Regions from separate parts of the Mus musculus genome. Here regions 1, 2, 4 and 5 are each linked to region 3. Evidence: chromatin contacts called from public HiChIP or PLAC-seq and promoter capture Hi-C data. All regions are on one chromosome and are shown on one strand. The core of a region is the stretch at or near the end of the contact, and the rest is flanking DNA. Distances in the headings are between cores, read along the strand shown.

Region 1 (4,055 bases), core at 510-3,009, 630 kb before region 3:
TCTGCAGCAGTTTCCCATTTACCCTACCTGCCTTCCCCCCTCTCCTCCTGTGCACTGGGAAAAGAGATGGCTTGAATCTCAAATGGACAATTGCATTGGGAAGGTAAAGGATGCAGTTTGAAGAGTTGTTTTCTGTGACCCTCAAATACCACACATGCTCCTGTGTGTACACACATGTACATGCACATACATACCTGAGTATGGGCATGCATGCACACACTTCTGTGCGTATGTGCAAACACACACACACACACACACACACACACACACACACACACACACACACAGAGTAAGATTCTGGCAAGCTTTAGCTTACAAGGGATCCCCCACCTCCCAGTTATCCATGTGGAGCCGGAAATTGATGCAAAAAACAAGAGGAAATTATTGTTCCAGTGCACTGGGATCATCTCAGACCCAAAGGAGAGGCAAGTTTTTATATGGTTTCCAGGGGTAGAATAGAGCATCAGCAACTAAGCACAATATGGCAGAACAGTGTGCCCTTTAAACTGATTGGTCGTTAGGGAGTAAGGTAGTAGGGGCTTACTCAGCCTCTCCCTTCTGCTCTACCTGCTCTCTGACCTGTCTCTTCCAGGGGGGGGAGGTGTCTGGTGTAATTTTCTAATGGTTCTGAGCTGACCTCTTCAGCACAAGTGGATAGGAGCCCAGAGGGGCAGAGGGGAGGAAGGAAGGAGGGACAGAGGGAGAGTGGGAGAGAGAGAGAGAGAGAGAGAGAGAGAGAGAGAGAGAGAGAGAGAGAGAGAGAGAGAGAGAGAGAGAGAGCAGAGGAGGTGGGGAGCAAATGAGATCATGAGGAAATTCTCAGATTCTCTGGTCACATTCTGTCATTACAAACCTGAGGGTTCAGTTTGTGTGTGCTACTCATTACCCAGGAATGGTAGTCTATTTTGGCAAACTTGGGGGAAAGTTTAAAAGAATGGATATTACTGAAGCTACTAGCAACAAAGCTGGACTAAAGGAACAGCTACAGTATAGAAGAGATTCTGGCAAATACTCCCCATAAAGGTTTTCTGCTCTCCTCTGCCTCTGCATCCTGACATTCTTGGTTTTGATTTCTCAGTTCTTTTTTTTTTTTTTTTAAAGATTTATTTATTACATGTAAGTACACTGTAGCTGTCTTCAGACGCACCAGAAGAGGGCATCAGATCTCGTTACAGATGGTTGTGAGCCACCATATGGTTGCTGGGATTTGAACTCTGGACCTTTGGAAGAGCAGTCGGGTGCTCTTACCCACTGAGCCATCTCACCAGCCCCTCTCAGTTCTTTTAAAGACTTAAAAAAAACATTTTATAGCTTGGATCCTTAAAGAGCTAGGCCACAGGCTGGATCCTCGAAGAACTAGGCCACAGGCTGGACTTGGCTTACGGTTTGCCAGCTCTATTTCCATAATCTCATTCTCACTTTTAGAAGAACAAAATATCGCAGAGAAAACCTTTAAAATATTTAATTTGATGAGTTTTGAGAATTTGAGAATTATTATGAAGGCTTCAGTAATTATAAAATTTCTATAAGACAACATGAGTTAAGGAAAGGAAGAGAGGTCAGAGATCATTATAAAATGTTGAAGGGAACTGGCATATTGAGAGGCAGGGATACAAATGGTCCTGAACTAAGTAGAGCAAGTGGTAAAATGGAATAAACAGGTCAGGGTATCTCCCAAGCAGGATTAGTGCACATACACATCAGCACTGCAAGTTTAAGGAAGTTGTTCTCAACCTGTGACTTATGAGTCACCTCCTAAGCACAGGAAATGCATGCCACAGGCCCTCATATGTTTGCCAGGATGCTTCCTCTATTTTCACAGGTAAAGACAAGGGAGTGAGGAACCAGCATTGCAAATTGGCAAGGGAGGGAGACCAGAACAGCAATCAGCAAGTGGTATGGCAAGCATCTTTGGTGTCAGGAAACACACACATACACTCACACAAGCCATGCAGCTTTAATCAAAAGCAAGTGTTCTTTTCTAAGATAAATGACCATCAGCAGCATGTGAAGTCAAAAGAGAATGGAATCTGAAGACGAACTGAATGATCCTATATCTCCAAAAAGGAAAGAGAGAAAAGAATCTCAAGTGTAAGACCAGGTTGGAAGACAGATGAAGATGACAGATTTTTTTTTCCTTACAGATACTTGAAAACCAGAAGCTTTAAAAAATATCTTTGAAAATGGCAGACATCACAAGGATGGGCTAAATTTTTCCTTAAGTGTTAGGACACTGCTTTAACAGTAGTGTCTGGACTTCAGACTTTAGCCTTCAGGCACCAGGGAAATGTCTAGTTTGTTTAAGTCATTGTTTTCTCAGGAGAATGAGAACATGCGTTTCCTGTTTCACAGTTGAGGTTTTATTTGGAAGGATATTTTAAAGGGCTACAAATGGTTAAATAATGGCAGACTTTATTTTCTTGGTGGATTGACTTTGCTTGGGCACACACAGCCCCTTGTGTACTGGAATTGGATAGGTTTCCAAAGTGTAAGTTTCCTACCAAAATTAGACTCTAACGATGTGATTAAATCATTTTCATGAGGCTTAAAGTCCTTAAATTCTTCAGGTTAATTAAAGACTTAGAAGGTACAGATGCTATTGAAACCAAGCGTTGGTCCAGTGGTGGGCATCTCAGCTGTTGAATAGCTGGGAAGCTTGGAGAGAAAGAAGCAAAACAGCCTTTAAATATAAGGGCCCATGGGCCAGGAGGTCACCATGAAAGCACTAAAATCCTTAGCCATTTGACTCTGGGTGGGATGTGCTGCACAGGCCTAAGGTTTCTGAGAGATGACAGTCTGTGGGCGTTTGATTTTTAAAATTCCTACCCAGTGTTACCCCTTCTCCCTAAACAAGTGGCTTTTGAGATAGTGTCCTGACCAAAGCTCTTAGAACTATTCTGGGCTGGAAAGCGAATGATGCACCAGCAAGTCACCCCCTCTTCCAGGGACTACTTAGTTCAGTCCCTTGGGCTATAGTTGGGACTGGATGTGATGCTACTGGCATGGGTGAAGGAGATGAGAAGCTTTTAAAAGTCAAGGACATTACTAAGCAACCACAAGATGCGATTTCTCCTGTATCTGTTATTTTGTTTGTTTGATTGTTTGTCAGCTTCTTGGTTACTGGTATCAAGAACCATTCTGGCAAAGGAGTCTTGAAGACAGAACAGGCGCACAAGTGGAAGAAATGGACTCACTGTTTAGATATGAGCCAACAGACCTAAAGCACTTAACACTCAATAGGAATGCTATTGGAAGTCCAGCGTGTGGTGTGGGAGGGTAGAGTGGCTCTCTGGAATAGTATGAAGTGTCCGCTGCTTGTAGAATTTCTCCTGAGTGACTCCATTCTATACATCTATGATCCTCTAGCTCCTTCCTTTGAGTTATTGCCCCGATCCTTACCTTCTCTGCCTGCATTCTTTCTATTCTCCTTCGAGTCACATCTTTAAATGGATCATAAAATGAGTAGAGAGCAAAGAGAACAGAGAAAAGCTGGGCACTTTATTAATTCATTCTTCCTGCTTAATTTGGCTGCACGAGGGTAGCTCATTTTTGGTAGGAGTCCAAGACAGGTGTTTGTAGGCACTTGGCTGCGGTTCCCAGGTTGGATGTGGGAAAGGTATAATCAGAGAAGCCCTAAGTTTTAATGACATGGTTTTAAATTGAGAGCCAAGAAGAAGAGAGCTTTCACACTACTTTACTTCCACAAAATTGGTTTCCTTTTCATTTCTTGCTTTGGCATTGGCAGAGAGCCCTTGGAATGTAGGAGTTTTTAGTGGAGCACCCTGCAGTCATTACCTGGTTTGTAAACTTGGCACAGGAGGCCCAGAGTGTTGTTTCTGTATAAGTCCAAGCTCTGTGCCTAGATTCCAGGTTTAGATGTTCAGGTAGGAGGGAAACTGAGAGCGTTGCAGTTGGGAGGGTTGGGTGTTGTAGAGTAGTATAAAAAGCAAGTAAATAATTATAAATAAATAAAATAATTAAAGTAAATAAATTATAAATCACAAAATGAAAACAAAAAAATCATTAAACTGATTGAGTTCTCTCATTTTCCCTTT
Region 2 (4,103 bases), core at 767-3,266, 590 kb before region 3:
CAATTATTATCATCTCCCACATAATTTTTCTGAATACTGTTCTTTGCTGATAATTCTTTCTTTCAGATTTATTCATACTGTTTATGTGCCATGTTTTTTGTATATGTGGTTCTGATTTTATTCTGACATTTTTCTGCTTACCATTTGACTTCCCTAATTATTAAGTCTTTAAAAGCATTTATAGGTAGTCGGCAGAGTGTTACTTGGTGAATATTTTAACATATTTGGTATCTTTTTGTCCTTAGCTTTGCATGCAGATGTAGAATTATCCTTACATGATTTCTCTGAGATTTTGCATGTAGTTTGTCTATTAATTGACAAATTGACATCTTCTTTTTATTGAATGTTCCCATTCAGAATATCACATACATCCTAAATTAAGAGAGAGATAAATTAAGGAACAAGGGAAAGAATCCTTAAATAGACCAACTCATATATGGGAAAGTGAATTTTTTTGGAAAACAAAGAAGACATGGTCTTCTCCATACAATCACGGAAAATTTTTGCCACGTGCACAAAAGGATCTTTGTATAGTTTTATACCATATACAAAAGAATCCAGAATAGGTCATAGATATACAAGTTAAACCTTTTAAGTCTCTAGAGAAGAATACAGGAGAAAAATCTTCTGATCTTGAATTTGAAGAGATGGGACAGCAAAATATGGTCCTCAAGTGAATGAACTGGTAAATATATTTCATGTATATGTATGTTAAATTTTAAGTTATATGCCTGAAGTATACACACTGTGCCATATTCTACACTTTGCAGGGGTCAGGAACCCTAAGAATTCCTAGGTTACCACATGCCCTTTGAAAGTATCCTTTTTTGATCATCTTGCATAGCGATTCATTTTTCACGTTTCACCTAATGCTCTCCTCCTGCTCTGTCATCTTGGGTATGCCTTGTTAACCACTTACCTTGTGTGTCCTGAATGTAGACTTGCATAGAGTGCTGTAATCTTACGGCCGAGGTTTCTTTTCAGGCTGATCCTGGGACTGTGAGATGGAGAGTGAGTACCGGGAAATGCTGTTGTTGACCGGCCTGGACCACATCACGGAGGAAGAACTGAAACGGTTCAAGTACTTTGCTTTGACTGAGTTTCAGATTGCCAGGAGCACACTCGACGTGGCAGATAGGACAGAGTTAGCTGACCACCTGATTCAAAGTGCAGGTGCGGCGTCTGCAGTGACCAAGGCCATTAATATTTTCCAGAAGTTGAATTATATGCATATTGCAAATGCTCTTGAAGAGAAAAAGAAAGAAGGTGCGTAGGAGTGCCCTCCCTTAATGATATGAGAGAAATGAAACCCTTCTACATTGTATTGTAGGAAATTAATTTCCTTAATCACCAGGCCCTTCACCCCCCAGAGTCACTAAACAGCATGTTACAAATTCCTTAGCCGTGTCTGATGCCGGTAGTCAGGGCTGCCACCATTGTCTCTCTCTTCACCAGAGTCTGTCTCCAATCTACTTGCAGAAACTGCGGAAATGGCAGGTCGGTGTTAATGTCCAAGGTCTCATTACACAGTACTTAAGGTTTTCACACTTGGCTGAAGGCCTGCCTGGCTGTGACATGAAGAAAACACAGCCTTGAACATACAAACCAGAGAACTGTTTAACTTTGCCATGGACTATCCACCTCCGCGCTGAGCCATCCTGCCATGGTCCCAGTTGGCCTTTTTAAGGAAGCCTTTGCGCTTCTACTGCATGGAGTTTCTAATCCTTCCTTTATCTCTAGCATAGACGACATTATGAACTTCCAGGACACAAAGCACGTGTTTGCATTCAATAAACCAGCTCTCACTCTCCACAAATTATATGCCATGTCGTTAAGTTTCCAATTACTCCTTAAGAACAACTGGGATGTCCTTGGGGTTCAAATGACTAATAAGAGCCAATGAAAGTATACCTCATCAAGGGAGTCCCTAAAATGAGAGATTCCAAAGGCAGTGGTTTGGGGACACTATGTAATACAGAAGCTTCAAAATGTTAACTGCTTGCCGAGGAGATGTGTGTGATGCAGCAGCAGGGGCTTGGATTCCAGAGGGTTATTTATACGCCGTCTAAGTGATGAAGTAAGGGTAAAAATCACATACAGGTATAAGATGCTATGTGACTTTGAGGAACTTAGAGCAAGGCCTGATCACGATTAGTTTAAGAGTAGCTGACATTGGACAGAAAGTGTAGTTCTTACATTTGACCACACAGTGGCAGTAAGAACACATCATTGCTCCAGTCACTACTGTTCATCTACTGAACTAAGCGAGCCTGATAGCATGTTTTAGTTTTAACTCCCGAAATTAATTCCTATTCATGGCTTCTTTTTTTTTTTTTCTGGATAGGATGATATAAAGCCCCCTTACTTAAAAAAATTTCCTCTATTTTACTTCTGTAATAATGGTGGGGTTTTATCGGCTTGATTAGCTCAAAAGATCTACTTTGAGACCTGGTTGAAAACTCAGGAGTGACTGCTGATCTAGAAGTCAGTTTAGGCACTTTGCAGCTTGGAAGTGCTACTTGAAGTCATCTTCAAGCCTGCCTTGACCACAGCTGTGTCAGTGATGCCAGTGGCTGCTACGGTAGAGCATTGATCTCTGGCTTGTTTCCCAGCAGTTTTGCCTTGTGTTTCTTCTGGTAAATGTTCAGCATGACGTGGCCTTGCCTCATGAAAACTGTGTGTGTGTGTGTGTGTGTGTGTGTGTGTGTGTGTGTGTGTGTATGTGTGTGTGTGTGTGTGTGTGTGTGTATGTGTGTGTATCTGAACAAATTAAACGATGTCATTAAAGAATGATAACAGGGTCCCGACCTTTAGTTGAGGCTTGAGCAAGAGAACAGGTGAAAAATTATGAGGTTAAATAAGCATGACAAACCCAAGCAAACCTAAGGAAATTCTCCAAGTATAATGATCTTAGATAGAGGAAAAGTGTGCATTGAATTATTAAATGAAACGAGAGGTATCTAGTGGGAAGATGACTTTTCCAAATGTTTCCACACAACACTCTCAATGGCATTTTTTTTAAAAGGTCAGTATGATTGATAGGCTAGAACAGAGTGACATGTTTATTCCCTTTGGCTCCCTTAGCTCTCTTCTCCTCTCCTGTGCTGTCAACAGAGACTGGATGTTTTTATGTGCAAATATCCAAAATATAAATAAAAATGTCATAGCACTAACCATTGGACGATCAGTTGAACTTCTTGCAAGCATATTTGGTCATTTTGGTATTAGTCATAGGCCACTAGCATTTCCAAAGTTTATGCACCATAACAGCACAATGGAGTTAAAAATGTGATCAAAAAATTCTAAGAAGTTTATAGTTTTGCATTGGGCTGCATTCAGAGCTGTCCTTGGCACATGTGATTCATGGACCATAGATTAGACATGCCTACAAGAATAAAGGTCCCTATAGGATTCCTGACCAAGACTCAGTTCCTTCCTGTTGTCTGAAAGAGAGTGACAGAATACTTATTATGTGACAACTGTTAGTCATATACATTACATGATTTGATATCTAACAAAATTAAATCCATGAACATCCCTGAATGTTTCAGATTCTGTGAGGAAACCACACGTAAAAAGGTTCTTATAACATCTTTACCTATAAGTTCCTTAAGTAATTGAACACTGACCATATTAATAGATGGTCACTTAAAAATCAGGACAAGAAGTTTCCTTTTCAGAATAAAATGTTGGATGGGTGCCTGCACATTTGAGGAGGAGAAAGCAGTAACTTTTTTGGGTCTTTGTTCTACTTCTCTTCTCCTTCACAACCCCCTTATTCTTACCCCAGGCTGTGCTATGCATATGTCAGTTGGTATCAATTATAAGGAGACACCTTGTTCTCAGGTTTTCTGATTGGACCAAGCTGCTGCTTGTGTTCTGTGGTCAAATAAAAACATTATCTACATTACATGGTTTAGTAGGGTCACTAACTGGGCTTAGCAGTCCAATAGAGCTGCTAGCTAGAGTCTTTGATCGTCTCTAATTAAGTAAGTTTGCAGGATGTAGGTCCTAAATGGGTAGCGTTGCTACTTAGATTCTCTATTTGTTCATGGCGATAGATTGGGTTCCAAGGATAGGAAGGATGCTGCTCCTGGGACATT
Region 3 (4,463 bases), core at 789-3,288:
CCCCCTTTCTGTGCTTTGAAACCCACCATATTCATCAAAATAAATTTTAATTGTGTTTTTACAACTTGTAAGCAAACTAATGTAAGTGTATTTACACATTCTGGATTTTTTTTTCATATCATTTCTGGAAGTGTGTTCTCATTTTTATAGATGAGATCCATGAAATCTCCTGGGTTTGTTTGTTTGTTTGTTTTTGTTTTTTAAGCAGTCTTTTGCTACAGAGCTCTTGAGTTGCTAACTGGGCTGCCTTGTCTGGCCTCAGTTGGAGAGGTTGTGCCTTGTCCTGCAAGATTTGATGTGCCAGGGTTGAGAGGCTACAGCAGGAGATAGGAGTAAGCACTGTCCGAGGGGGGACCAGAAGTGGGGACAGTGATTCGGATGTAATGTTAATAGTAATAATAATAATAATAATAATAATAATATAATAATAATAATTATTATTATTATTATTATTATTATAGAGATAAAGGAACCAAAGGGGGAGATTCTCTGTAAAATTATTTTAAACAATTATTCATCTCTTCCTTTGAAATCAATTCCCACAGCCTTACTATTAATTAGTTGTCTCTTAAGAAGGATAGATTTCACGACAAAAGCATCATCCCTGGTAGCAAGAAGCAAAGAAGTCATCTTAGGAATAGAAATGCTGTTTCACTTCTCTCTACCCAACTTCTTGCTCCAGAGGGATTCTGAGAGCTCATCATACTCACAGCTCCAGGGAACACCCAACGAGGGGCCTCTGGGAAAGCAGCCTTTCCAGGACCGTTTCATATAAGTAGATAGAGATCGGAATTGCCATTAGGGGGATGACACGGATGCTAATGCCACCAAATGGTCAGGTGATAGATGACGGTGGTAGAGTGTAGGAGATTACCAGAAGAGAATAAGGCAAGAGTTTTGATTTTGATCTTTCCTAGTGAGTAGCCTCAGGTTATGGAAGGAAAACCCAACCACAAAACTCACAATCATTTCCCAATATCCTAGGGAGATCAGAACTCATAACAGTTTCAGAAACCAACTGCCAAATCTTGTTCTTCTTCTTCATTTTAGGAAACAGGAAGTTGGTTAAGTAAAAAAAAAAAATCCCCTAGTTCAGAGTGTACAGCTGGGGTGTGTCAGAGCAAGGGCATGCAGCCAATTCACAGCTACTGCAAAGTTTCTTTTCTGCCTGGGGATTCTGACTCACACTTTTCTTCTTTGAAAATTCATGTCATCTGTCTCTCATGAAGCTCAACTTTTAGAAGGTACGGTATGAATGTTGGGTGAACAATCAGTAGATATCGTGAGCCTGAGAGTGAACACTCATAGAAGATTGTGGGACTGATAGTAAATACTCATAGGAGATCATAGGACTGATAGGGAATAATCAGGGCATATCATGGGCCTGGTAGTGAATAATCATTGTATATGATGGGTCTAGAATTGAATAATCATTGTATATGATGGGCCTGGAAGTGAATAACCATTACATTTCATGGGCATTATATTTTAGGGATTAATCTTAGAGTGTCTGCATCATTGTCAGGCATAGATCACTTAATCTTTCCCTACCAGAATAGTCAATGAAGTATAAGACTTCCTGAAAAAAGTCACTATAACTTTCTGTAGACATCAAGCCTTCCTTTAGAACAGACCAACACTTCTAGTTATTTTATTATTCTAAAATAGATGCACAGAGTCCCCAAGAAACATATAGGTCATAGGAGAGATTACAGTAGAAAGGTTCCATTTCCTTTTATTGAGAGTGGGATAGGGGAGAACTGTGTTGGTGGACACTCAAGAGATCAGGAGTAGAACACTCAGAAGAATAAACCAGGTGTCTTCATTTCTAGTTCTAGCCCAGCCACCTACTGATGTTGAAACCAATCATTTCACATTGATGGGGATGGGAGGGGGCTGCAGCTCCAGTATCACAACATAGGGATTTAATTAGATTATGTCCAACCTCAGCCATGTACTCAGAGTTGCTGCTCTTGACTCTAGGAGTATTTCACAAAGAGATGGAAGATCCTGACGTAGTTAATCTTGGACCTTAACTCCACCTCCTCCTTGGAACCATGGATCATGTCAACTACACCTGGACACGGACCTTCATCCTTGCTGGTTTCACTACCTCTGGTGCCCTCCGACCTCTTGCCTTCCTGGGGACCCTGTGCATCTATCTCCTCACACTGGCAGGGAACTTGTTCATCATTGTCTTGGTTCAGGCAGATTCAGGGCTGTCCACTCCCATGTACTTCTTTATCAGTGTCCTCTCCTTCCTGGAACTCTGGTATGTCAGCACCACAGTGCCCACCTTGCTGCACACCCTGCTCCATGGGCATTCACCCATCCCCTCGTCTGCATGCTTCGTCCAGCTGTATGTCTTTCACTCCTTGGGCATGACCGAGTGCTACCTGTTAGGTGTCATGGCTCTGGACCGCTACCTTGCTATCTGTCGTCCACTGCACTACCATGCACTCATGAGCAGGCAGGTACAGCTATGGCTTGCAGGTGCCACTTGGGTAGCTGGCTTTTCAGCTGCCCTGGTGCCTGCATGTCTCACTGCCAGTTTACCGTATTGCTTGAAAGAAATAGCCCATTACTTTTGTGACCTGGCACCACTAATGCGGTTGGCATGTGTGAGCACAAGGTGGCATGCTCGGGTTCACGGGGCAGTGATTGGTGTGGCCACTGGATGCAATTTTGTCCTCATCTTGGGACTCTATGGGGGTATTCTGACAGCTGTCCTGAAGCTGCCTTCAGCTGCCAGTCGAGCCAAAGCCTTCTCCACATGCTCCTCCCATATGACAGTGGTTGCACTGTTCTATGCTTCTGCTTTTACTGTGTATGTGGGTTCACCTCAGAGCAGACCTGAGGGCACTGACAAACTTATTGCCTTAGTGTATGCCCTCCTAACTCCATTCCTCAACCCTATCATCTATTCCCTTCGCAACAAAGAGGTGAAGGAAGCCGTGAAGAGGGTCAGTGAAAAGATCAGAACTTTGTTGAGAGACACCTAATTATCTCTTTTGACATTACCCACATTCAGGGTAAATGCAACACTCAAATGGCTTGTGAATCATTTTGCAGAATCAAAATAAATGCCAATAAGTGTACCACTGAGTTTAGCACTTACTATGCTGCATATGTTCAGTCTTTTAGACAGATCAATCAGAGGTAGAGCAGAATGAGCAAAAGGCATTTTTTTCTGAATCATTTTCAACATGACAATGAAGAAATCCATGGAAGATTAAAAACTGGCATATAGAAATATTTGAATTGTATTTGTGACTTTGATAATTATCTATCTGTCTGTCTATCTATCTATCTATCTATCTATCTAATCTATCTATCTATCTATCTATCTATCTATCTATCTATCTATCTATCTATCTATCTATCTAACCTATCTATCTATCTGTCTAATCTATCTGTCTATCTGCCTTGTACCTGGTCTGCCAAAGTTTTGGTTCTGTTTTTTAATCATCAGACCACCCCCGTGTGGGTATCTGATGGCTCACAATTTATACATCATAAAAGTGTGGGCGATAAGGTAAACAGTCATTGCAGCCTTGAAATGAAAAGGCCACCGAAAGCTAGCAGCAACATCTGACCTCAACACATGATCCCAACAGACAGTTTAAAAGACAAAAAAAAAAAAAAACATGGGTGACAGAAAGTACCCATTGACAGCATGTGTGGAGTTTCATGTAGAGCCAACAGCTCCCAGCTGATAGAGACTTGTAATCTTGAATCATCTTCCAGAAACCAGTTCTGAATCACATAACTCTTAGGGTGCATGGCTAGAGTCTAGAACTGCAAACCTAGTGTCTTCAAGGACAAGGGTAGCAGAGTTGAGGGTGTTGTCTGAGATCTTCCACGATCATGGAGTCTTTTATTCATAGAATGGATTTGAAGCTATATTTCACAGGAGCAGAAAAAAAATCTCAGGCTCCAGAGGGAAGGGAAATGCCACACAAATCTGCAGTGTCAGGCCCCATTGTCTGCTCAGTGCATGACAATGCTGTTCCCTTTAACCTCTAAGGTTTAGAGATTTGTGAATTCTGAATCACCAGATACACACTCAGAGATTGTCTGGTACTTGGAATGACAGAATTAAAACCTTGGCAGAGTCTAGGAACTGGGAGAAATATGTTACTTTTCTCATTCTTATGTAGTCCCACTACAAAAATAAAAACATTTACAATTTTTAATGCTCCCCACATCAGGATTGGTCATTATTGCTTTTATGTATACACAGTTATGTTTATGTGTGCTGCATGTGGGGTGTGTGTGTGTGTGTGTGTGTGTGTGTGTGTGTGTGTGTGTGTGTGTGTGTGTGGTATTTGGTGTGTAGTGTTTATGTGTGGCATGTAGTATGTGTATATGTGGATTGTATATGATATATATGTGGTGTGCTGTGTGGTTATAGTGTATGAATTTAATAGAGGCTGTATCCGAACTTCATTTGAAATATGCTG
Region 4 (3,963 bases), core at 1,250-3,749, 530 kb before region 3:
CATAAATATCCATAAATAGTGCAGAAATGCTAAGGAAGCAATAACTTATTCACCAACTGCTAAATCACTCAACTGCTAAAGGAAAGCAGTTTAGCTCTCATCCAGCAGGCATCTAATTCCAAATTCCTTCACATTTATTCATCCCTAGATGTGCTTCTGTGTAATATCTTTCTCAGGTTATTTTCAGGCTTGGAGAATTATTAATAAGTAGGAGAATGGTTTAAGAAGCAATTAAACTGAAAGTACCTGTACTGTGTATGTTCTTCTCTGCAGGAAATATATTCAGTTCTTGGTGGCAATAGTCACCCACTAAATTGTCCTCCTGCTTATATTCACCCTGAGTGGGAATGAGGGAGAAGTGTCTGGGACTCTTACTTTACTTTTCTGATGTTGCCTTTATTTAAAGAAATGTAATTCTTAGTGACCCATGGGTAAGTCTGTTGGACATGACAGTTTAAGTTTGGAACATGTAACTATGGAGACGTATAAGAAAAACAACAGCACAGCAGGCGTTAGTTTTTCGTGGCAGGTAAAGTGTATCTAGGCAGGAAACCATCAAATCTTGCTAGCTGGGGAAATTGAAAGCTAAGAACAATGGGAGGGGCTCTTGCAACTCTTCTCTCCCCAGGGAGAACATAGTACAAGACACTTAATGTTTCTCAACTTAAATGACTCCGACCAATGTCCTTCTTTCCATCTCTTAAAATACTTCATGTTCTTGGCAGTTTAGGGGTTACAACATCCCTGTCCTGTTTCTGAGATCCTGGACCTTATTCATTTCTTTCTCAAATGAAAATAGTCCTGTTTCTTGCCTGGAGGATCAGCCAGGACCTAGACACCGCTAAAGAAATCCCCAGGGAGATGAGTATTGTCTGCTGAATGGAGTTGGGAGCTCAGGGAAACCCTCAGCATCACAGAGGATACCATTATTGGTTCCTTTAGGGGAAAGTGGAAGGATCTGGGCTGCACTCTGAGCAGCGAATCCTCAGCAGCATGATTTTGATGCTTCATTAGGGAAGACAGCAAACTTCTCTAGCCCACCCTTACTGGATCCTGGGCCAACACAAATGCATTTTGATTGTGGCAGATCATAAAACAAACTTTCTAAGTGTAAGTATAAATAAACATAATACAAGAAGAGAGTTTTGGTTAGCTTGGCTAAAGAGTGCAAAGGAACCTCTTGGCTGTGCTGATTGACTGGGTAAAACATAAAATAGTGAAACAAAAGAATTATCATGAAACAGTATTTAGTCAAAAGTACATTTGGACATGAAGCTGCATTCTCACTATTACACAGCAGGCGAGGGTGATGGGCATGCGCAGTAGAAAATGTTTCTGATTCAGAAGGACAACTACTCAAACTAACGATCTTTTAATGGTTTCATGAGCACATTTAACAAGTACTATGAGGAAACGTCCATCATCTGGAGATGTCACGGTTTTGGTTTGTTAGTTTGCGTTTTTTATTTTCTTACATTAAGACATGGGGAAGAGATGTAGTTAACGTGAAAAACATTTCTATTCTACAAGCTACCTGTACACTCCTGGAATAGCCCATCCTGTGTATTTGAACAAAGCACTTTAAATGTTGATTTAACACACATTAGAAAAATCTTCTCAAGTTTATCAGTTATATTACTAAACTTTCTAACTCTTTTCAGATATTTTCCTTTTGTCCACTTAGGAACTGAGAGACACCATATAAATGTAACATAAATCAATGTCTGGTTTTTCTTGTGGCTCTTTCAAATTAGTTTATGTGTGCTCTCTTGTATTCAAATGGGATGTACAATGTCTACATACTTGAGTGCGGGTGTGTTCATGTGTACATATATGGGACAAAATATATTTTAGGACACTATTTTTGAATGGTGAATGAACATGAGTTATAAGAAATACAATGTACTATTTTACTGGATAAATCCATAACCCAGAATATTCTCTTTTTATTGAAAGGGCAACTCTATAATTTTGTGATAGTTATTGAAAAACATTTTCTGAGTTCTATTTGAAAGTACATTACATAAATAATCTAGCCTTTCAAAGAATTTTTGTGTAATTTGTTTTTAAATTATTTCACCATTAAAGAATTATTTACACACAACATACAGGTGAATGTGTTTGGAAGTTAATAAAAGTTAAATCTCAGTGGCTGTGTAGCTGCTCCCAGCATAGATTAATAACACTATAATATGTTATGTAATATATAATAACACTATAATATGTTATATATACTATATATAATATGGGGTTCTGTTTTGTTTTGCTTTCTTTCCATTATTGCCCCTTCACCTTATGGTATTTTCTTCTTACATTTAACAGTAAATAAATTAGGACTTATGCCCTCCTTTCTCTGTCTGTCAACCATGTTGATATCCTTCCAGTTTCCCCTTTCTTTGGCCAGGGCTTTAGTTTTGAAGCAGAGGCACAGTGAAGCAGGCTTGTTTTTCATTCTGCTCAGCCTTGGTTTCAAGTATTTCTCAGTTTTACTCACTGTTTCCTTCCTACACTTTCAGTGGCTGTTTTTATGTGGGTTTTACCATTATAACTACTAAGACTAAAGCATCCACAATTTGGTCATCCTTTTTCTTGAGCTTCGGTATTACTCCGAAGGGGGAACAAAATAATCATGGGAGGTAGAGGGTAGAAGTGACCTGGGAGGGAGAAAGGAGAAGGAGGAAAAGGATCATGTGTGGGAGGAGACAGAGAGGGCAGGAGAAGTACAGAGGGTCAGAAATTGAATGGAGGTGTGTACCAGTGGAGGATGGGGAAACAAGGGTAGCCACTAGAAAGTCCCAGATGCCATGGAAGCAAGGGGTTCCCAGGACCCAAGAAGGATGACATTAGCCAAAATAGCCAACAAAGGGGAGATAGAACCTGTAGAAACCATATCCAGTGGTTAGGCACAGCACTCGGTTGAAAGATTGGATCACCCACCCATATCAAAAATATTAACCCAGAATTGCTCCTGTCTAATGGAAATTCAGGGACGAAGAGTGGAGCATAGGCTGAAGGAAAGACCATGCATAGGCGGCCCCACCTGGGGATCCGTCTCATCTACAGACACCAAAACCAGATAATATTGGGGATGCCAAGCGAGCTTGCTGACAGGATCCTGGTATAGCTGTCCTCTGAGAGGCTCTGCCATAGTCTGACCAAAACAGATGTGGATGCTTAGATTCTCTCAGCCAACCACCAGACTGAGAATGGGGATCCCAATGGAGGAGTTAGTGGAAGGACTGAAAGATATGAAGGGGTTTGCAATTCCATAGGAAGAAAACAAAATCAACCAACCAGACACCCCAGAGCTCCCAGGTGACCCATCCAGCAGGTCCAGTTATTCGAGGTTCTCAGGGGACCTTCTCCTAAGAACCAAATCAGAGGTAGAGAGAGACGAGGGTCTTGTGCGAATAATGACACAGAACCGTTCTGAATTGCATCAAAGCCCCAATGTATTAGTCAGGCCCAAGGTTTAAATGCACAAGCAAAAGGGGAAGTGCCTTTCAGCAGGAAGGATGGGGCAGTAGAATTGCACAAGCAAAAGGGGAAGTACTTCTCAGCAGGAGGGATGGAGCAATAGAATTGCACATTCTTTAGGCAGTTACAGGGGGAAGCAGGAACTTGGAGGTATCAGAGTATCTTGAGGTCAGGACATCTGGAGCTGACTTAGGGCTGGAACAATCTGTGGTTGTTCTAGGAGCGGTGTGTCGGTGGCCCGCTTTTGACCCCCTTTTCTTCTCGGGGGGGGGGGGGGAGAGGCCCAATTCAGAGATCAGGACAATTGTGTTGTCTTAATGGCTCCCAACACCCAGGGACTAAAACACCAACAAAGGAGGGATCCCATGGCTCCAGCTGCATATGTAGTAGAGGATTGCCTTATCTGGCATCAATGGGAGGAGAGGCCCTTGGTCCTGTGGAGACTTGATGCCCCATTGTAGGGGAATGCTAGGGCAGTGAGGCAGG
Region 5 (4,298 bases), core at 1,334-3,833, 880 kb after region 3:
GAGACTGTGGTCTACCATGGTTTACTCTTGGACCAGGCAATACAATCATCTCATATCAGTAGAACCCAGGACCCAACTCAGGATTCAAAACCATTCTCTTGAATCAAAAGAGAGCTAAGGTGGAGATGTTTTAAAATATTTGAAGGCATGTGATTTGTTTAAATTATACCTTACATAGTTTGAGGAAATCTAGATCTCTGGCTGGCTATTGTAAGATGTAAAGAGAATGAGGATCGGAGTGCCTCTCTCCATAAAAATGATAAGCAAAAAACAGTGAATAACCAAAACGCGGTGTATGTATATGCCTAGACCCCCATCCAGATATAGACATGTATCTGAAAGCCACTCATATATCTCAGCCTATACAAAACGACTGTACTCTCACTTAGTCAATGCAATGTACCCAGCATGGCTTTGGAGTTGAATGGCAAGGAGAAATGAGTTATAGGATACTGACAAATACTCATGACAAAACTATCCAGGCTTGCAGGATGTCTCAGCGGCACCAGCCTGACGGCCTGGGTTTGCTTTCAAGATCCCAATATGGAAGGAGAGAAGTGGTTCCCTAAAGTTTTTCTATTAGCTCCTTACATGCGCACACTCACACACAGACACACACACACCAACAGTAATAATAATAACAATTATTATTATTATTAAGCTCTTGTAACTACAAATAGACTTAAGTTGGGTGAGTTGCATGCAATGACTAGTGAACATTTTACAATCAGTTTCTCAGAGGATGTTAAGGATGAGATATATTTCTCTACAGTACTAACATGTTCTTCCTTAAACATAGCATTTACCCAGCACATCTATTGCCTGTCAAGACTTTTTTAAAAAAATGTCCCATGTGATCACTCGCTTTGGTCAAAGGGCAAAAATGTGACATTTTCCTAACTCCACAGTAGAACGACGCATGCATTCTTCCTAATGACGAAAGAACACAGCCATCTGATTAAAAGAAAATGGGTCGACGTAAACGCTCCACGGTGATATGCAAAGTGAATAGCTTTCTTATAACTTCCTTATCTTGCTTGGGCAGGCACAAGATTTGGGATAAGGGCAGTGCTGGAACTCAGGAACCGGAGGGGGGATGAGCCAGCTCTGAACTGTCAATGAATGGGTCTCCATCAGCAAATACCAGGAGCTGACTGAGTAGAGCGTTCCTCAGATTCTGCATCTGATGGCCCACGTGACATCCTGAAGAGACCCCTACTCTGTATCCCCATTCCAGGAAAAGCACTTCGTACAGAGGCTAAGGCTGTGAATATCAGCCCTGAGGACTGTCCAGGACCAGTCCTTTATCACAATTACTCACTCAGTCCCGTTGGCTTTTCCAGGAAGATGGAACTGATTAAGCAATGTTAATTGAATCATAAGTAATCAACATGGGGGAAAAATTACATAACCAGCTTCAAAATTGTGAATCAAACATGGCAAATTCCCAGGAAAATAGCTATTTTATCGCCCCCCCCTTACCTTTCACCTCAAAAATAAACACAGAGAAATCTATACCTTGGACGATTAAACAAAACTACGAACTACACATTTCATTGCCTGGAAATGTTTATATTTTGTACAAAGTTTTTCAGTTCATAGTTTTAATTATGTAGCCCAGGCTGGCCTGGAACTCACAATCCTCCTGCCTCAGCCTCTTGAGTACTGGGATCAATTCGTATGCTTTTAACCTAATTTGAGAGAGTTTAGAACTCATCCTGTCAGGGGTGCTGAAAGACAAATGTATCATTAATTGATCAGTGAAGGTAAGACTATGACAACTGCATTTTTTGTTTTTTGTTTTTTACTTGCTGTCTCCCTTCTTTCCTTCTCTCCTTCAGACACAGCCTAAATACATAGTGATATTTCAGCCATGAGGCTGTATCCACTTTGGTACATGCTTAGGAAATCAAGACCATGCCCAAATCCTCTGTGGCTTCCTGATCCTACAGGGAACACATTAACATATTAGGTAGGCTGACTATATTCAAAACCTGCTTTCTAAACAATTACATGTTGGGTCATCATTAGAATGCGGGTCACCAAGGGGAACCCTCACTACAATGTGCAGATACTGGTGTTATTTATTTAATTAGTTAATTTAAAGATCGCTGTGAAGTTTAAAGGTCTGGGCTTTCCACCTACGCAGAATCCAATAGGTGAATCCACCTGGTGGCCCCAGCCACATGAAAGCAGTGTAACTCAGGGGGCATTCACTCGGCACTTCTCTGCGAACCAGCCAGCCCCGCGGACAGACGTGAATCTACCCTAGGTGCCTTAGAAAGGCAGAAGATAGAAACCTGTGCGCAGTCAGATAGGTTGTGACAAGCCGCATACCTGCAATGACGAGATGGAAGCCTCCTCCTCGGTTCCCTTGTGTGTCTCCCTGTCCCTCTCCTCTCTGTGAATGACAGGATCCACAGCGGGCTGTGCGCCGTATCGTCGGGGGCAGCCGCAGCCTGGTTCTGCAGGAGGCCTGGGAAGCAGCGAGGGTGTGCGGAGCGAGCGGAGCCCAGTGGAGCGCACAGAGGGCGGAGCGCGTCCCAGCCGCGCCTGCAGATGTGGAAGGAGCTGGAGACAGCACTGAGTCCTCTAGGCGCTGCATGGGGATATTATCACAGGCTGGAGTTTCTATTGGCTCAGAACACCAAACAAATCACACCAGTCACCCCTCCTTCTCGGGCTTCACTCAGCCCTCGCTTCTCATCTAACCCACAAATACTTCACACACACACACACACCCCAGTCGCTCTCTGTATTTCTCCCTTCCTCTTTGCAGACTGTGGATTTACAACCTTGTGGGCAGCTCTTAACATTTTGTTTAGCAGACTTCCAATCCAAACCTTGTCATGTAGAGAAATCCACCAGCCTCTTTACCCGCAAACCCCATTCACGCCTTCAGATCATTCTCTTTAGGGTGGACTCAAAATGTCAAGAGTATAGAAACACACACACACACACACACACACACACACACACACACACACACACACACACACACACACACACACACACGTACAAGCACACATGTGTGTGCACATGCACATAAAGCTAGGTTCCTTTTGTTTTTAATGACTGAGGCGGGTGAAATTGAAGGCAAGCTGATCCCATGGCCAAAAATGAGTTTAATTAATGATTAAAGTCTTGAATGAATTCAGCGCAAAGTATCCAACGTTTAGATTTATTTTCTTTTCCACATATCCTTATATTTTCCCGATATTTTGAACACAGAGATTTCCAATACGAATCAGGTTATTCAGCATCCAGAGAATATAGACCAATGTTCGCACACTTGGTCTGGACAGGATAGATCACTTCACTGTGATGTTCGCTGGATGCTGGCTTTTTCTCTGGGGGATTTTTGGTTTCCATTGGCCTCTTCAGCACTGAACCTCCATGAGTCTCAACTGACAAAGGCACCTGAGTGTAAACTCATCATCTGTATACATGCACAGAGGTAAACCTTTGATCCCATCAATGAAGAAATGGCCTAAGAAAATCCTGAGACCTTAGTTACTGAGCTGGGAAATTTCAAAGAAAATAAGATTTCACCTTATTTTTTTAAAAAACAGCCTACTATGGTCTTTCCTCAGTATATTTTATTGGTTTTCTTGGCAAAAGCTGTTGCTTCTGAAACCACAGAACTCCATTTTGATTTTTGCCTTGATGGTTTCTTTCCCAGAATTATCCTATTTTGCATGCCTTATTAAAACCCGACACTCTGGCTTCAGCCAACTCACAGCGCACCTAAGTTCAAAATCATAGAGAATAATATATATATATATATTTTACAATTTGCTGCTAACAAACATCTTGCCTGCTTTCTTTTCATATTTAAATCCATTCCAACAATGTGGAACTACAAAGCAGTTACTCAGAAGGGGCCAACCCAGAGTCAGCCGAGACATCCCAGATTCCTCAGGGGAAAGGACAGAGTAATAAGCAGCTGCTGAAGATAACACCAAGCAGAGCTGGAAGATGGGGTGAAGGCCTCTCTTCCGTCTTCTGGGACTTATCTTCCCATGCTAACTATGAGAATCAAGGGAAGCCGAAGAGTGAATGCGGCAGAGTCTAACCAATGTTCACCTTTGCCCTAAAGAGCTGTCAGCAGGGACTCAGTTGTCCAACCTGATGGTCATTCTTTACATTATTTCAGGACTAGTCATATATGTAAGTAAGCTAGCTATCAGTTGCTTGCTTTAGAGATGCCTCTCAGAATGAATACAAATAGAGACAACCTACAAATAATATCAAAACAACAGCAATAATAATCATAAAACAAGTCTTTTTATTTTGCT

Evidence for each region. Promoter capture Hi-C pulls out the DNA fragments that hold promoters and counts their contacts. HiChIP or PLAC-seq counts read pairs in DNA pulled down with a chosen protein or histone mark.
Region 1: a contact with region 3 is called in a promoter capture Hi-C map of trophoblast stem cells, with 2.2 times the contacts expected there. The contact joins the enhancer-like site here to the promoter of Olfr433 in region 3. A contact is called at or near these places in 6 of 39 promoter capture datasets (the C10 cell line, the HPC-7 cell line, hematopoietic stem and progenitor cells and 3 more), 1 of 115 datasets of contacts at active chromatin or transcription factors (CD8 T cells) and 1 of 9 other capture datasets (macrophages).
Region 2: a promoter capture Hi-C map of 3T3-L1-derived adipocytes shows a contact between it and region 3, with 6 times the contacts expected there. The contact joins the enhancer-like site here to the promoter of Olfr433 in region 3. A contact is called at or near these places in 14 of 39 promoter capture datasets (the 3T3-L1 cell line, 3T3-L1-derived adipocytes, the C10 cell line and 8 more), 2 of 15 datasets of contacts at CTCF or cohesin (CD8 T cells and large pre-B cells), 3 of 484 Hi-C or Micro-C datasets (B cells, bone marrow-derived macrophages and myeloid progenitors), 8 of 115 datasets of contacts at active chromatin or transcription factors (CD8 T cells, bone marrow-derived dendritic cells, bone marrow-derived macrophages and 4 more) and 3 of 9 other capture datasets (adipose tissue, liver and macrophages).
Region 4: a BATF HiChIP or PLAC-seq map of CD8 T cells shows a contact between it and region 3, with 10 read pairs. The contact joins the enhancer-like site here to the promoter of Olfr433 in region 3. A contact is called at or near these places in 2 of 39 promoter capture datasets (cranial neural crest and liver), 1 of 484 Hi-C or Micro-C datasets (B cells), 1 of 115 datasets of contacts at active chromatin or transcription factors (CD8 T cells) and 3 of 9 other capture datasets (adipose tissue, liver and pancreatic islet).
Region 5: a contact with region 3 is called in a promoter capture Hi-C map of the 3T3-L1 cell line, with 3 times the contacts expected there. The contact joins the promoter of Grem2 here to the promoter of Olfr433 in region 3. A contact is called at or near these places in 2 of 39 promoter capture datasets (the 3T3-L1 cell line and hippocampal neurons).

What each region holds. Positions count from the first base shown.
Region 1 is chr1:173,407,477-173,411,531 of GRCm38.p6, forward strand. It overlaps a transcript of Aim2 not described here. Among named protein-coding and RNA genes, the nearest start is that of Aim2, 11 kb to the right of the region's middle. Within about 2 kb of position 1,760, at least 85 of the 459 cell types and tissues checked have an H3K27ac peak or open chromatin away from gene starts, as enhancers often do. A contact at or near this core is called in CD8 T cells, the HPC-7 cell line, hematopoietic stem and progenitor cells and 1 more, where this site is marked.
Region 2 is chr1:173,454,350-173,458,452 of GRCm38.p6, forward strand. Aim2 (absent in melanoma 2) reads left to right here. Exons shown (of 9, transcript NM_001013779.2): 5 at 985-1,266. The coding sequence starts at 1,005. Among named protein-coding and RNA genes, the nearest start is that of Ifi206, 35 kb to the right of the region's middle. Within about 2 kb of position 2,017, at least 17 of the 459 cell types and tissues checked have an H3K27ac peak or open chromatin away from gene starts, as enhancers often do. A contact at or near this core is called in 3T3-L1-derived adipocytes and CD8 T cells, where this site is marked.
Region 3 is chr1:174,039,895-174,044,357 of GRCm38.p6, forward strand. It overlaps Olfr433 (olfactory receptor 433), which reads left to right and starts at 2,039. Exons shown (of 1, transcript NM_146717.2): 1 at 2,039-3,042. The coding sequence starts at 2,058. The coding sequence ends at 3,002.
Region 4 is chr1:173,508,277-173,512,239 of GRCm38.p6, forward strand. No RefSeq gene overlaps it. Among named protein-coding and RNA genes, the nearest start is that of Ifi206, 19 kb to the left of the region's middle. Within about 2 kb of position 2,500, at least 17 of the 459 cell types and tissues checked have an H3K27ac peak or open chromatin away from gene starts, as enhancers often do. A contact at or near this core is called in B cells and CD8 T cells, where this site is marked.
Region 5 is chr1:174,919,236-174,923,533 of GRCm38.p6, forward strand. Grem2 (gremlin 2, DAN family BMP antagonist) reads right to left here and starts at 2,584. Exons shown (of 2, transcript NM_011825.1): 1 at 2,338-2,584.